2 separate regions of the Gossypium hirsutum genome follow, and region 1 is linked to region 2. The links are chromatin contacts, called in public Hi-C maps. All regions are on one chromosome and are shown on one strand. The core of a region is the stretch at or near the end of the contact, and the rest is flanking DNA. Distances in the headings are between cores, read along the strand shown.

What was found. Hi-C and Micro-C count contacts between places; a contact is called where the count stands out from the background.
Region 1: a Hi-C map of hypocotyl shows a contact between it and region 2, with 4 times the contacts expected there. The contact joins the promoter of LOC107937083 here to the promoter of LOC107961776 in region 2. A contact is called at or near these places in 8 of 34 Hi-C or Micro-C datasets (hypocotyl, leaf and petal).

Annotation. Positions count from the first base shown.
Region 1 is chrA06:61,767,824-61,775,166 of Gossypium_hirsutum_v2.1, reverse strand. LOC107937083 reads right to left here and starts at 3,283. Exons shown (of 2, transcript XM_016869895.2): 1 at 2,572-3,283; 2 at 1-2,469. The coding sequence starts at 2,973. The coding sequence ends at 1,861. It overlaps LOC121230243 (a long non-coding RNA gene), which reads left to right and starts at 3,770. Exons shown (of 3, transcript XR_005928193.1): 1 at 3,770-4,062; 2 at 4,146-4,281.
Region 2 is chrA06:61,268,970-61,276,163 of Gossypium_hirsutum_v2.1, reverse strand. It overlaps LOC107961776 (zinc finger BED domain-containing protein DAYSLEEPER), which reads right to left and starts at 4,940. Exons shown (of 2, transcript XM_016897904.2): 1 at 4,485-4,940; 2 at 502-2,947. The coding sequence starts at 2,933. The coding sequence ends at 693.

The DNA.
Region 1 (7,343 bases), core at 2,034-4,533, 500 kb before region 2:
CATAGATTCACACCACTGCACATTATTAGGGGTTAAGTACTAACGAATAAGTGACCAGAAAATAGGTTGAAGTGGAGGGTTAGTCCAACCGCTTCCGGCCAATGCTAACTGAAAATAGATTTACACATAACATGTACCATATTAATGTTGAATCAATATTAAATGTAGTCTAACTTTTAAAAGTACATTCGGATGGTGTTTAAAATACAATCAATATTAATATTTCTTGATCAGTTCATGGCTAAATGCCAGTTGTTGGACCAAACAAGTCACCAACTACCAGTTCAATCATCCAGTTTGGTTCTTCATTCATTGATGCTAACACAAGGATTTTTTTCATGCAAATAGAACAAAGAGTTGAATCATTATAATTAAAACCTAAAAGAGATTAAATTATTGAACTAATTTATTCTTTACCAGTTAAATGCCACTTATTGGACCAAACAAGTCACCAATTACCAGTTCAACCATACAGTTTGGTTCTTTATTCATTGATGCTAACACAAGGATTTTTCATGCAAATTTCATTAAGATTGAAAACAAATAATATCATGCAAGGACAAAATAACTCCTACATCACATGGGAAGATTTTTGAACCTGGTGTCCCGAATGGATATACATGCATCCATCTAACAAAATCAAGCAACCACCTATGAAGTTAGAACAGCTTTTGATCAAATGTCATAAATCATCATTTACGAACTTGTTTACATTGAGAAAGTAATAATGAAGACCGAAAAAGGCCAAAGTTGATTTTTTTAGAGTCACGAGATGATCAAATATTCTGGTCAATACTCGAGCATTTAAGGTTACTAGTCTGTGCACAAAAGAGGGGAGGGAGAGTGTCATTAATCATCCTACTTAAAACGTTCATTATTATACATACATTCTGGAGACGCAAAAGCTTTCCAACTATTATAGTTGTCCATTTCTTAAGATTATGGATTTTTTTTTTCCATATCATGTATTTTTCTTTCCAGACGTGTCACTGCAATATCAATTTACATAGTAACTGTAGGGCATCTGCAATGAGGAAGACAATGACCTATAACAATACTGCCATATATGAAGTCAAAATTTGAAAAATAATTTTAGAAATGATTCATACCAACAGCAGGGCATAAGAGTTCGTTTAGGAATAAACCATGGCTGTTGCCCCTTGGTCAACTGCAAGAGATGACAAACTCAACCAATCATGGCTCTAGAAGCAAGGTATGGATGCCTCCAACATTGGCCATGAGATATTCTGAGAAAGCATCAAGATATTTCTCAACATTAATTCCATATACTGCCGAAATAATGCATGTATAACATTTGTATCCATCATCATGAGATGAAATAGAACAGTTTCACATGAATAAAACTGCAAATATACAAAATACCAGCTAGATTCCATAAACCGGCGTATAACATATCAGAATTCACAATACCCTATCTAGTGAATCAAGAAAAAGGTCTGTCTTTTGGTTTTTTCTTCTTTTTCTCTTGGGGGGGAGGTGTAAAGCAATGCATTTAAAACAGTATGTACTCAAATTCATTTAGGGAATCCTTTACACCAATAAAAGAAAGTAATTAATGTAATTCAAATCTTTGCATATTAATGTTTCTCAACAGTTTCACTAAAGAAAATTATATTTTCCTGTGTTGAAATTTAAGTGCATGAACAATATGTCACATCTACAAAAGGTTATAATGAAAAGAAAGGAAAAAATTTACGTAAAGAAAAAAGCTTCAATCATGGAGGTAGGAGAAAAAACTATTAAAGCAATTACAAAATTGAAAGGTATCTTTACAATTATCTGCACCATTGGAGTAAACATAACACCAAGATTACCATGTATGAAAGGAATTCTTCCAATCTAGTAACAGCTAATAAAAAGCCTATTATTGTTATCTCTCAACTTTCTTAGCTCCATCAAATGTTCATCATTTGAAATATTAAGAGTACGTCGTAAATTTGTCACCTTTTCTTCTTCATCCCAAGTCAAAGGCCCAGAAGCATGCAATGCCCCTAGAGCTTTCTGATAGGCATGCAGTTCAGACCTATGGAAGTCATACCCCAATTCCACACTAGTGGAAACATAACTTCCTTCTTCTTGACAACTCACTTCTGGTTTAGAGTCAGCATCACTTCGACAATCCTCCTCTAAGTTTTCACAAGCGTTAGTTACAAAATTAGACAAATTAAGACCGTTATTCCCTAAACCACTACAACTACCAACAGAGGAGGCACAACTCATGGTATCATCAATTCTATTAAAGGAAGAAGGCATACATCTTTCACCCAGCATATTATTTGGGGAATCAAATGCATCTACCTTTTCAGAGGCAGGCGAAGGAAGCCGAATTATTATTCTTTGAACACCATTACTACCTTTCTCCAACACCCTCTTCTTTTGAGCACCAATATATGAGAAGCCAAGCGAAGATCTTTTCCTTTTCTGCGGCCCAGTGGAATTTGATGAACCCTGAGGTAGAACATAATAATTAAGGTAAGAATCAATTAACGTATAAAAAAAATGAAGAGAAATATTAAATTATCGTTTAGAAAAAGAATCGAAAGGATTTACCTTTCCAACGAGGAACCAATAGCCATCTTCCCAAGACTGCCGAATACGCAATCGAGATTGATGCGCTTTGAGTTCGCTACTCGACCCAAGAATCCTAACGGAAAAGTTGTTTCCACCGAGAACCTTAACAATCACCGCCGGTTTCCAGGACAAGTCATCGAACACCTCTACGATATCACCAGAAACCCAATTATTGTTCCCGTTCATAGGAGGAGGGCAAGGCCTAATCGCTTTCCTAGGGACTCTTTCCACCGCTGCCGCCTCGCCAGTGATCGGAAACCAACCGTACTTCACACTATATGTATGGCCGTTGCCCGAGATAATCTCAGCACAACGCCATGCCCCGGTTGGAACCTCCTCCTTGGTCAATACCTCAACTTTGCTACCTTTCTTGAATCTCATGATGATAATCAGATTTGAATCGATGAAAAAAAAAGACGAAAATGGAATTGATGAAGGGAAAATATTGTGGAAAATGGAAAATTTTAGTAATAAGGCGTTGAATTGGGAATTAAATAAAGGGGCTACGGATTTCTTAGATGGATTAGAAAAAGTTGTTGATGATCGAAGGGTTGAATGAGCGAGTGGAATGATCTGACGGTGAGGACGAGAGTGGATTGGGCGTTAGGTTAGGCGGTTAAGAGTACTAAAGAAGGAAGAAGTTTCCTTGCCGGTTCGGTTACATCTTAGAATTAATTTAAAACCAAAATATTATTATTGGACTTGGACTACCTTGTCTTTTATTTGGTTTTTGGCCACCTTTAATCAATATTAGTTATTAATTTTACCAAGTCAAAATTGTCTGCATTTGAAAAATAAAAGTTCTCCCCCAAGAAATCTAAGATTAATTATTTAAAAACTAAAATAGTAAAATTAAATAACAAAAAATTTATTATTTAATTATTTAATGTGTTTAATAATGTTTTTCTTGTAAAGAATGTTGACTATTCGAAGGTGTCAAGCTCAGTGAATGTTTTAAAAGAGTTTTTATACATTTATTTAGTTTTTTTTTTTGCAAATATAACTGATATTCTATTAAAACGTTGGCCCGAGGTGATAATATCCAAAAACAATAAAGAAAAATTGAAACAGCAAAATTTAAAGTAAACAAAAGCACACAAGAAAAAAACAACGACAAAAACACCTAGGAAAACCGTCCACAAAAGTAAAACCACCCCGCACCAAAAACGAAGAGCCAACAAAAATATCAGACGAAATGGCTTCCTGAAACCACACAATTGTTCTCGAAACTTGGTCAAATAGAAAAAGCTTCTTTGAAAACCACCCATGAAGAACCTTCAGCACAATCTCCCTCTTCAAAGAATACTCAAAAATCCCTTATCCTCTGTGAACCCAATCTTCCCAATCCTTCTCCATAACTTTTCGAATCGATTCTGAAGGATCGTGAAACCAAAAACAAGCAACCTGTCGTCAGCGACCTTCCAAAGCCAGAATGTGTGCTGCACTATTAGCCGTCCTCGACACAAACAGGTACAAAACATTCTCAAACTGTTGCCTCATAACTCGGATATTATTAATGATGGGTCTAAGAAGCAATCTATCCTCTTCCACAGAGTTCAGTTTCTTAATAGTAGTCAGAGAGTCACCTTCCAACAGGATCCTCGTCCACCCCAACTCAGCCGCAAAAAGCATTGCTCTCTCGCACGCTCTCGCTTCCGCCACCACCGCGTCCACCACATCACTAGAAGGGTAAGTACACGTATACCTTTATTTAGTTTTGAAATAAAGAAAAACCTCTTAATCCTACTCTCCAAATCTTATTAACTCTACAACACTAATGGATCATTGAGGTAATCATTAGTGATCCAAGCTTATCTCCTTTTAAACATTTATGACCTTAACTCAATTTAACCTTAAAGCAAAATGCTAGTTGTTCCCTTCATAAGTTTCAAGTTTTCTTAACATAAGCACACACATGTCTTAGGAATTTGAATTCCTATTGATCACACTCACCACAGCTCACAACCTTTTACATATGCATGACACGTTTCACCCCATTTTGAATTTATAATCTATTCCCAAAACTATATCCAAGATGCACATACACAAAATCAAAAATTAACTTCTCTCAAGCATAAGTCACAAAGTCTCAAAAGCTAGGTGCATGTAGTGTCAAATCCCAAACTTGAAAAACCTAATTTGAATGCGTATAGTTGAGAAGTTATCTATTTGGCACAATGTAACCCGCCAATCAACAGTCTTCGGGCGTGTTAGAGTCCAGTGTTCACCGTAGAAATGATTAAGGATTTTGTCACAGGTTATTCTGCTCTTTAAGAAAAGTATATGATAAACAAAGAGTAAGCCTAGTGAGGTTACCGCCAAAAGTAGGGTATGCCCAGTTACCTAAGCATTGTGCTGAATGGGTTTGTAAAGTGATTTGGTTGGGAACCAACTAGATTGACTGGTCAAACATCTTTGTGTAGGATTATCATTTATGTTTCTCTCAAATCTTGCAGACCATTTTTTGAGACAAATTCTGGACATCATTGACACTTGTCAAGTTCCATTAAGAGAAAACTAGATATATATTGTAAAAAGGATTAGTAGGGATGGTTTTTCTCTCTTTAAAATCTATTCTTTGGTTCTTCCTCCTAGAACTTATATGTTTTCTTCTCTAGAAGCTAAGGATTTTGGACGTATTAGCAGATGTTCCACCTCTTGGTAAGTCTAAAAGCTCTGCATGTTAAGTTTTTGAAAGAATAAGGCTGTTAAAAAGCTTATGAAGAGTAGGTTATGAATATAAGGCCTTGCATGGTGGTTGTTTATGATTGAGATGTTAACAATTTGCATGTAAATGGATTTTAATGGTGGATATATGTTCTTTAAGTAGTTGTTGTTGCTAGTTCGAGAAGTGTGTTCAAGTTTGAAGTTCAAGCTATAGTTAAAGTGTGTCTTAGGTGAGTCTATTCTGCCTCCTACTTGTGAGTTGTCCAGGTAAAGACAAATATATAATGTTAATGTAACACCCCTAGCCCGAGTCTTATCGCCGGTTTAGGCTAAGAGGTATTACCGAGCTAAACATTTAATTTCTCATTCACATTAATTAACATAAACAGAGATCGAGCTGCATACATACTGATCTTTGAGTTATATATATATATGCCATTTTCATATGGCCAAAATACTTACAATTACAAAACATATTTTGCCAACAGTCTAACCTATACATGCCATATCAAGACCAAAATATAATTGTACCAACAAAATCGATAGTATGATGAACTGCTGACGATCCTCGAGTCGGTGGCCAAAATCAACAATCTATAAAACAAAAAAATAAGAAACAGAGTAAGCTTGCGAAGCTTAGTAAGTTTTAAGCATTTCATACCATTAAAGCTTGTCATTTAATTCGAAAATTGAGTGTCACAAAATTCGTATTCTAATTGTAATTCACTTGGCCGAATATACACAAGTACACTAGTTATAAAACCTATTGGCCGAATATATATATGAATACACAAGAAATTTCCAGCACATATTTCACTATACTATATGGCTTAAGCAATTACTTTAAGTCACATACTTTCATATGATGACATACCTTGACCGAATAGGTCATTGTCTTATTCTTAAATACCGAATTCATCCACACACACACATATATATATCGTTCTTTGATACTAATAATTTACTTTGCAATCAATTCACATATGAGTACATAATACGTACCTTAACATGTAAAATATATATATTACTTACTCGGCGATGGATACCACGAATATTCAATGTCATAATCTTACTTAACTTACTGGCATCAGTCCTGTCAAGTCTTAGAACTCGAAACACATTTCTAACACGAGCCTACGGGTCTTTAACCCAGATTTCATTCCAGCACGAAGCCTGCGGGTCTTTAACCCCGGATACAATTCCAGCATATAGCCTGCGGGTCTTTAAACCCGGATTCCATTCCAGCACAAAGCCTACGGGTCTTTAAACCCGGATACAATTCCAGCATATAGCCTGCGGGTCTTTAAACCCGGATACTATTCCAGCACGAAGCCTGCGGGTCTTTAAACCCGGATACAATTCCAGTATATAGCCTGCGGGTCTTTAAACCCGGATACCATTCCAGCACGAAGCTTGGGGGTCTTTAAGCCCAGATACACACATCAAATATCATACCTATTTAATCATTTACTAACACATCTTATGGAACATTTCACATTAGTAGCCATTTGCTACATTTGGACGTAAGCTTCATATGAACACCATCATTTTCATTTTGGTTTAAAAATCATACATACATATCACATATACCTCTCACCAATCCAGCTTAAGTCAAATTGGTCATTCAACAATAGATCATGTACTTAGATTATTTACCACACAACTTAATTCAAATAGAACCAAAAAGATCAAAATTCATCTAGTATATATATATCAAGGAATCATTAATTTTATACTAAAGGCGATTACTCAAAACTTACCTCGGATATTTTGAACAGTTGCGGATAGGCTACTTGATTGCTTTCTCCTTTCCCCTATCGGATTTAGTTCCTCTTTGCTCTTGAGCTTTAATTTAAACAAATGAATTTGTTTAATTACTTACTCAACTTTAATTCTTTAATAGTCACATCTGAAAATCATATAATTTCAATGCATATTATGTTTTATAAAACATGCCATGACTCGATTTCATGCTTATTTAATCTCTATCAAAATCGCATGCACAAACAAAGATTCACCTAACTTATTATGCTACCTTATGCACGAATTCAACCATATATATACGAATATCAACTTATTGAACA
Region 2 (7,194 bases), core at 3,691-6,190:
ATTTAAATCTCAAATATAATAATTTATATTATCAGGATAGCTATTTAATAAAAGAATCATTTATTTTCAAAAAGATCAGTTAAAATTATCCTTCCAACATTTTCATTTTGTTGAAAATTTGAGATTAATTAAAAATTTATTATCATTATCAAAAACATTTAAAAAAATTAAACATTGAACATTTTGTTTTTAAAAATTCTAATAGTGGAGTAATGATAATTTTAAAAACGAATGAGGACAAACAACTGCCGTAGTGAGAGTAACTCATTATTGTCAATATCGTAAATTCATCGGTGATGCAATCTGAAAAAGTAACAAATCTGAGGTAGGTTAAGACCAAACATTAACATATCAAAACCTCTCATATAATTCACCAACATAATAATGGGTACTTATGGATTCCACGCCTGCCAAATTACCGGGTCAAATTTTAAACAGGTTACATTCATCAAATCAAAATGTTATAGAAGGAAAGAAATGCATTAACAAGAAGCATCGCAATTGAAAACTTTATGTGAATCTCAAGGCATTGATTCATAGAATCCAAGAATAATATGCGTAGCTAAATCCAATCCTATAAAACATCTCATGGAAACACGAGGGGGAAAGAGGATTTTATATGACACGAGACCAGCCACTAAGGGGCCTACCTACTGTATCCTGTAACAGATGAATGAAAACGAAATCTGTACTTAGAATTCCATCTTCACATTTGCTTCACAACTCTGGGATGGTCCCCCATACTGGAGCCAGTCCTTAGCACAGATGAGAGCTTCAAGCGTCACAGGACGTAATGAACTGAGGTAGTTATCCATCTTTTTTCTCTCTGTGTCGAAAACTGAATCAGGACCAACGGTGGAAAACGGCATTGACAAAATGTCAGAAGCCATCCTCGAAAGTGTAGGATACTTTGTCCTGTTTAATTTCCACCAGCCCAAGATATCGAAATCTTGTACCCGAGGCAAAAGGGACTCTTCAAGATATTGATCCAGTTCTGATTTCATCTGATGGCTACCGCTGATCTCAGAGATATAGACCTCGAAATCTGAAAGTCCATCTCCAATGGAAATAAGGGGATCTTGAGAAGGTACCTCTTGAGAGGCTTCTTCCTGATGGGTTACTCCTTGACTGACTACTTCTTGATCGGATACTTCTCGATGAGCAACATCGTGATGGGGATCTTCTTGATGAGCTACTTCATGATGGGATACCTCCTGAGGAGCTGCTTCATGAGTTTGTTCCTCTTGAAGGTATCCTTCTTCATGTAGGTATCCGTCTTCAGGGGGTTCAGTTTTGAGGATGACACCCCCATTCTGTTCTGGGATGATGCTCCCATTCCGTTCTTCAACAAATGTTTCCGGTGGAGGAAGTGCTTGTGCAATATATTCAAGGTAGAGCTCATGAATCCCATCATCAACAATCTTAATCCACATTCCAGCATCATCACCATATATCCTAGAGAAGCTAAATTCAACAAGTTTCATTTTGAATCTAGGATCCATTACCACGGCAATAGCCAAAACTAAGAAGCAGTCGCTCCAGTATCTATCAAACTTCTCCTTCAAAGGCTTGGTCAAGTTGCTGATGAAGGGGTCATTGCTCATTGCTGCATGTGTCAACTCCAACTGAACTTTTGACACTTCATGGTAGAATGCACTGGCATTCGGATATGTTGGGCCAGTTAAAATGCTGACAGCATCAAAGAAAAGCTTCAAGTATGTGCAGAGAATTTCTATCTGCTTCCAATCATCCATTGACGGGGCTAAGTTATAATCAGGAATAGAGGTTTCCAAGCAAAGAAATACTTGCTTTAGTTCACAGGAGGCAGCCAACATGTCATATGTTGTGTTCCATTTTGTTTGGTCATCAATGAATATGTCTTTCATGCTGGGGACTTTAAGTTGTTCCTTCAGTCCAAAAAATGTCTCTTCATGAGTATCTGAAGTTTTCACAAACTTAACACTATCCCGTATTTTCTTCACTGTTTCCCCCACAGACCATAGTGCTTCTTGTGCAAGAAGACTTATAATACGAGCAAAGCAATTTCCAATCAAGAACTGACCATGCAGCATATAAGGGTTCCTCACAGAAAATAGAGCTCTTAGGTTTTGATTTATGTTAACATTTGAGAAGGACTGATCAAAACCAAGTGTAAATAGCCGATTCTCCAATTGCCAATCTGATAGGCAAGACACAACAGCTTGCTGTAAGGCACAGTCTGAATCAGGAGAAGGTACCATGACTACATTAAGCAGGCAGCGGTGCAAATTCCATTCCATATCAATGAACTGTCCTGTTATGAAAACATAGCCCACAGCTTGATTTGAAATACGTAAATCTAACGTAAGGCTTATCCTTCCTGGAATTTCATTGATAAAATTGAGAAGCCTTTGCTTCTCATTCAGGTACATGGCAACACAATCTCCTTGAATAGTATTGAAACTCACCATATTAAACTGAGGTTGAAGAGTCCGTGCAAAATCAATAAAGCCAGGGTGTTCCACAATGTGGAGGGGATACTCGTGCATTATAATCATCTTAGCGATCTCATGGTTGCAGCGTTCCTGGTTAAAAGGGATGTTAGCAAATCCAGGAGTTGCCCGTTGTCTTTTTCTTGGTTCGTATGTGGCATTAGCAGTTTTAGTGTCTGATGCCTGTTGATTCCTCTGACGGCTTACCGGGCAGATTCCTAAGGCAATGTGTCTCTTGAGGTGGCTAGTTCCAGCTAGCTTTGAACCAGTAATGTAAGCAAAAGATTTCTTGCATTGATTACAGCAGGCCCTGATACATCCATCTCCTACAGTCTCCACAGTGAAATGATCCCAGACAATAGACTTCTTCCTCCTGCGTTTATTGGACTGTACTTCGGAACTAACAAGGTCATTGTTGTCTGTAGGAGTAATAGGTGTAACCGGAATGATTGCAGTCTCCATCTCAATGTACCGTCCTGCAATGAAGATGAGACAGCAGATGATAAAGTTCTCAAAAGTCAATGAAAAAAACACAAGACAGACACCATGAAGACAGCATATTGTAGTAGAAGAGAATACTACTATTGATGATACCCAAAGGCAAGTTTAGATATTCACAGTAGATTCAAAACTCATAGAATAATGACAAGCTTCTTAGAATGTTTCCATTATCTACGAGACAATAGTTATTCAAATTTACAAAATAACAAACAAGAGCAGGAGTTAACTAATTTTTATGATCCTCAGATAGATATTAGTAACCAGACAAATTTGAAGAGATGGCTTAAAAGACTGAGCAATTGAATATTAAAAGGTATGCAGAGAAGCTGGCTTTACAGTGAACATTAAAACTACAACATTCAGGTTAAAAGACAAACTTGAAATGATTCTAAGCCAAGCCTAGAATTCAAAAAGCCTTCAAGAGTCTACGGTAAACAAAAGCAGATGCGTTTTAGCCAGAAAAATAACAGTTGGAACTTGATAAACACATTAACTAGACTTGGTAACTCAAAGCTGCAAAGTCTAAAGACCAATTTATTCCCACATCTGGACATGAAAGACAACTTAAATAAACCAAAAAATAAAAAACACTGCTCCCATATATCTTGCTAATTGGCAGGATCAAACCCAACTTTTATATACCTAAAAATGTGGGCATGCCCAGATTGATGAGCTAACCTTATCATTATGGACCAAAAAGCCCAGTGGATATGCATAAGCAACTTGACTAAAGTGCCTTCAGCTGAAGTGAAAATCCACAGGTCCCCAACCCAAAGACACAAAAACCAAATCTCTTATTTATCTATTTATTGCCTAAGACCCCCAGTATCAACCTCTTCCGGAGCACCTAAATGGGAGGAAAGTTTTGTTAGCACCTACTTTCTCCACACAAGATCGAAATTAAGGAACATTGAACTCCTTACCACTCAAGTCCAACAAAAACCAAATCACTACCTTCCACATGGACTTTGTGCTGGAAAAAACCGTCGTTTGACCATTTATAAATTGAGAAACGAGAACCCACGAAAACAGGTAACAGAAAACGACTGCTTCTCAGAGGATGTAATGAGGAAAATAAATCCTACCACACTCATCCTATGAGTTCTACCAAGAAAAAATTTTCAATGAAACCCCATTGCAACACAAAAAAGGAAATAACTATCAGTCTCACACACTAAGAAGCCCATAAGAAAAGCAATTACAGTGAAATAAATTATGTGGATAAAAAAAGGCGAAAAACTGATTAGAAGATGCACATGAAGCAAAACATAAGCCAAATATGAAAACAACCAAGAAACATAATTTTGATTAACGTAAGCCAATATAAAAACCACTAAGAAACATAATTTTGATTAACACCAAGAATAAAATTTAAAAAAAAAAGCCTCACAAAAAGAAATACTCAATAAATACCAGATCCAAAAAACTGAAAACAAACTCTAAAATTGCAAAATTAGACATAAATAAACAAAACCCAACATATAAATCGAGGATTAAAAAAATAGTTGATACCTCGTTGTATCACCAACAAAACCCTGAAAGCAGATCCAAAACAACAGTTTCACCGATTTAGAGGCTTGTTTTCACCCGGAAACCGAAGGAATTAAAAAAATAATATATTTGAATTTCCGGTAACAGAGGGAAGCGCAAAGGAGGAAGATGAAGGAGGAGAACAAAGTCGGTTAATTGGGCTGAAGCACCCAAAGGCAAAAAAAAAGGTTCAGAGCTTTGAAGTTTAAAGCTTTTGTTTGTTTGTTTGTTTGTTCGCTGTTCGAGCGAGGGAGAGAAAAACAAAACCCTAAATTGGAATTGGACCTGAGCTGGGGTAGCTAGGGCTAAAACTATATATAATCAAAAAGATCTCGAGTTTAGGCCTTTTGAATGAGAGTCAGGGGGGCGAAAGGGGCATTTATGAGAAAAGAAAAAGAGAAAAAATCGTAATTGGATATGGACTGACTGACTCTCTCAAGGTCCAAATTTAATTTTCCTTTTTTTATTCATTCTGTGAAGGCGGTTCCATAGTATTTTTCATCAGCCACCCACTTGGTTTAATCTTGACCGTTCCTTTTACCTATTCATCTCGGCTTACGGTTCTCATGACTCACGGGTAGGTTAAACAATTATATTTTAATTTTCTTAGAAAATTCAAAAATCAAAATTAGACCGAACCTTACTCTAATCATGATTCATCAATGCATTTTTATCTATCTATATACGGTTATAACACTCCCGACTGAACTTAATTAGGAAATGATAAAAAAATATATTTCTTACAATCACGTTTTCTAATTAAATTTTTAAAGTAAAGAATTCAACAACCGAATCCACCTCTAATTCATTCAATATCCATAAATTCTTATTTAAATATTATAGTGCTATTATAAATCAGTTAAATCTCATGCATCTTACTTATAATAAATTACACATTTAATCATTAAAACAATCAACAAATTTCAACTATAAAAAAATTAAATTAGAATATGATGATATATGTTTTCGATTTGTAATATTTTGGTTAATTGTTCATTAACAAGATGATGAAGTGGTACGTAAATTAATATTTTTAAAATTAAATTAATAGTCGAATTAATCAAATTATTAATTTTTAGTTTAATTGATTTATTGTTTAATAATATAAAATCATAATAATTAAAAAAATTAAAAAAAAACCTCAAATAAACTTTGGCCTATGCTTTTAAGTTTAATTTAAATTAGCCCACCGTCTTTTCAGTCATAGGACATAGCCAACATAAAGTAAGAAAACCAAAAAAATTATTATCGCTAACTCCTTTCAATTCTCACTTGTCCTTTACCACCAAACCAATCTTTCTGACTTCCTCATTTTTCAGCTGCGATGGTCGTCGAAGAAGCAGATGGCTAAAGGCAGCTGAACTGGAGGCTGAAAGCCGGAAGGTGGAGGGAGATTGGAGACTAAAGAGTGAAGAGAGGTTGAGAGAGTCAGAGAGGCCGGATGGACGAGTGACGAGAGTGGTGGTTGCCCGGGTGGGTGTGGGTCTCAGGTTGTTTGTTTTTATCGGCTTGCGCAGACGAAAGAACCGGTCGGACAGGATTTTTACCGATTTCTTAGTTCACGGTTCAAACGGTTTTTTCTAGTGATCGGACCATTCTCAAATCAACCGAGGGATCCAATTTGGTTTAAATATCATTGACATTAACCCAAGGTGAATAGCTAATTCTACCTCTAAGCTAGTCAATATCGAACCGGTAGATGCATCAGTTTTTTATTAGAATTTTATATGTGCAGGTATTATATCGTTTTGTATTTATCAAATTTTTAAAAATATTTAAAAATATAAAATTAAATAAATTTCAAATATAAAAATATTAATCAATTATATAAAATATCATTCAATAAATTAACAAATAAAATTTCATCCTTTAACAAATTAAAAAAAATAAAAAATCATAGCACACCTTTAAACAACAATATTCTCACAACTTAATTCAAAAAACAATTTAAAATAAGATTGTCTCATACAAAATATATAAAAGGCTTACTGGTGTAGTAAATTCTCAAATTTAAAAAAAAAAACTATTTAAGTCCTTTTTTCACTCAATTGAGCAATTAAATTTTCAAAATATGTCAAAAGATTTTTAAACTTTTTTTAAAAAAAAGCAATTAAGTTTCTGTTTTTTTCTCTCAATTTGAGTACTTGAACTTTCAAAATACTTCAAAAAGATCCTCAAAATTTTTCAAAATAGCAATTAAGCCCTTGCTCTTATAAAAAATTAAAAAAACTGTAAAAAATAAATTTTAGAAAAATTATTAAATTTTAATAAGAATATAAAAATTTTGAAATTTATTAAAAATTATAAAAAAATTTATAAAAATCGCAAAAAATTAAAAATTATAAAATTTTATAAAAATCATAAAAATTTATAAAATGCATCAAAAAGTCTCTTTATCAATTAACTTTAACTGTTGATCGTTAAAGTTAACAACCCCTAGTTTTTTTTAATTAAAGTTATCATGTGTCGCAACACAACGTGACATGTGGCGAAAAATGATAAAAAATAAAAATCAATAAAAGTTATAGAAAAATTATAAAATGTTTTTTTGATACGATAATTTTTATAATTTTTTTATGAAATTTATATTTCTTTACATTTTTAAATATTTTACTTTTTTATATATAAAAATTTCATTTTTTATTATTTATTAATTTTAAAGTCAATAAACTCTAACAAGTTAGTTTTTATT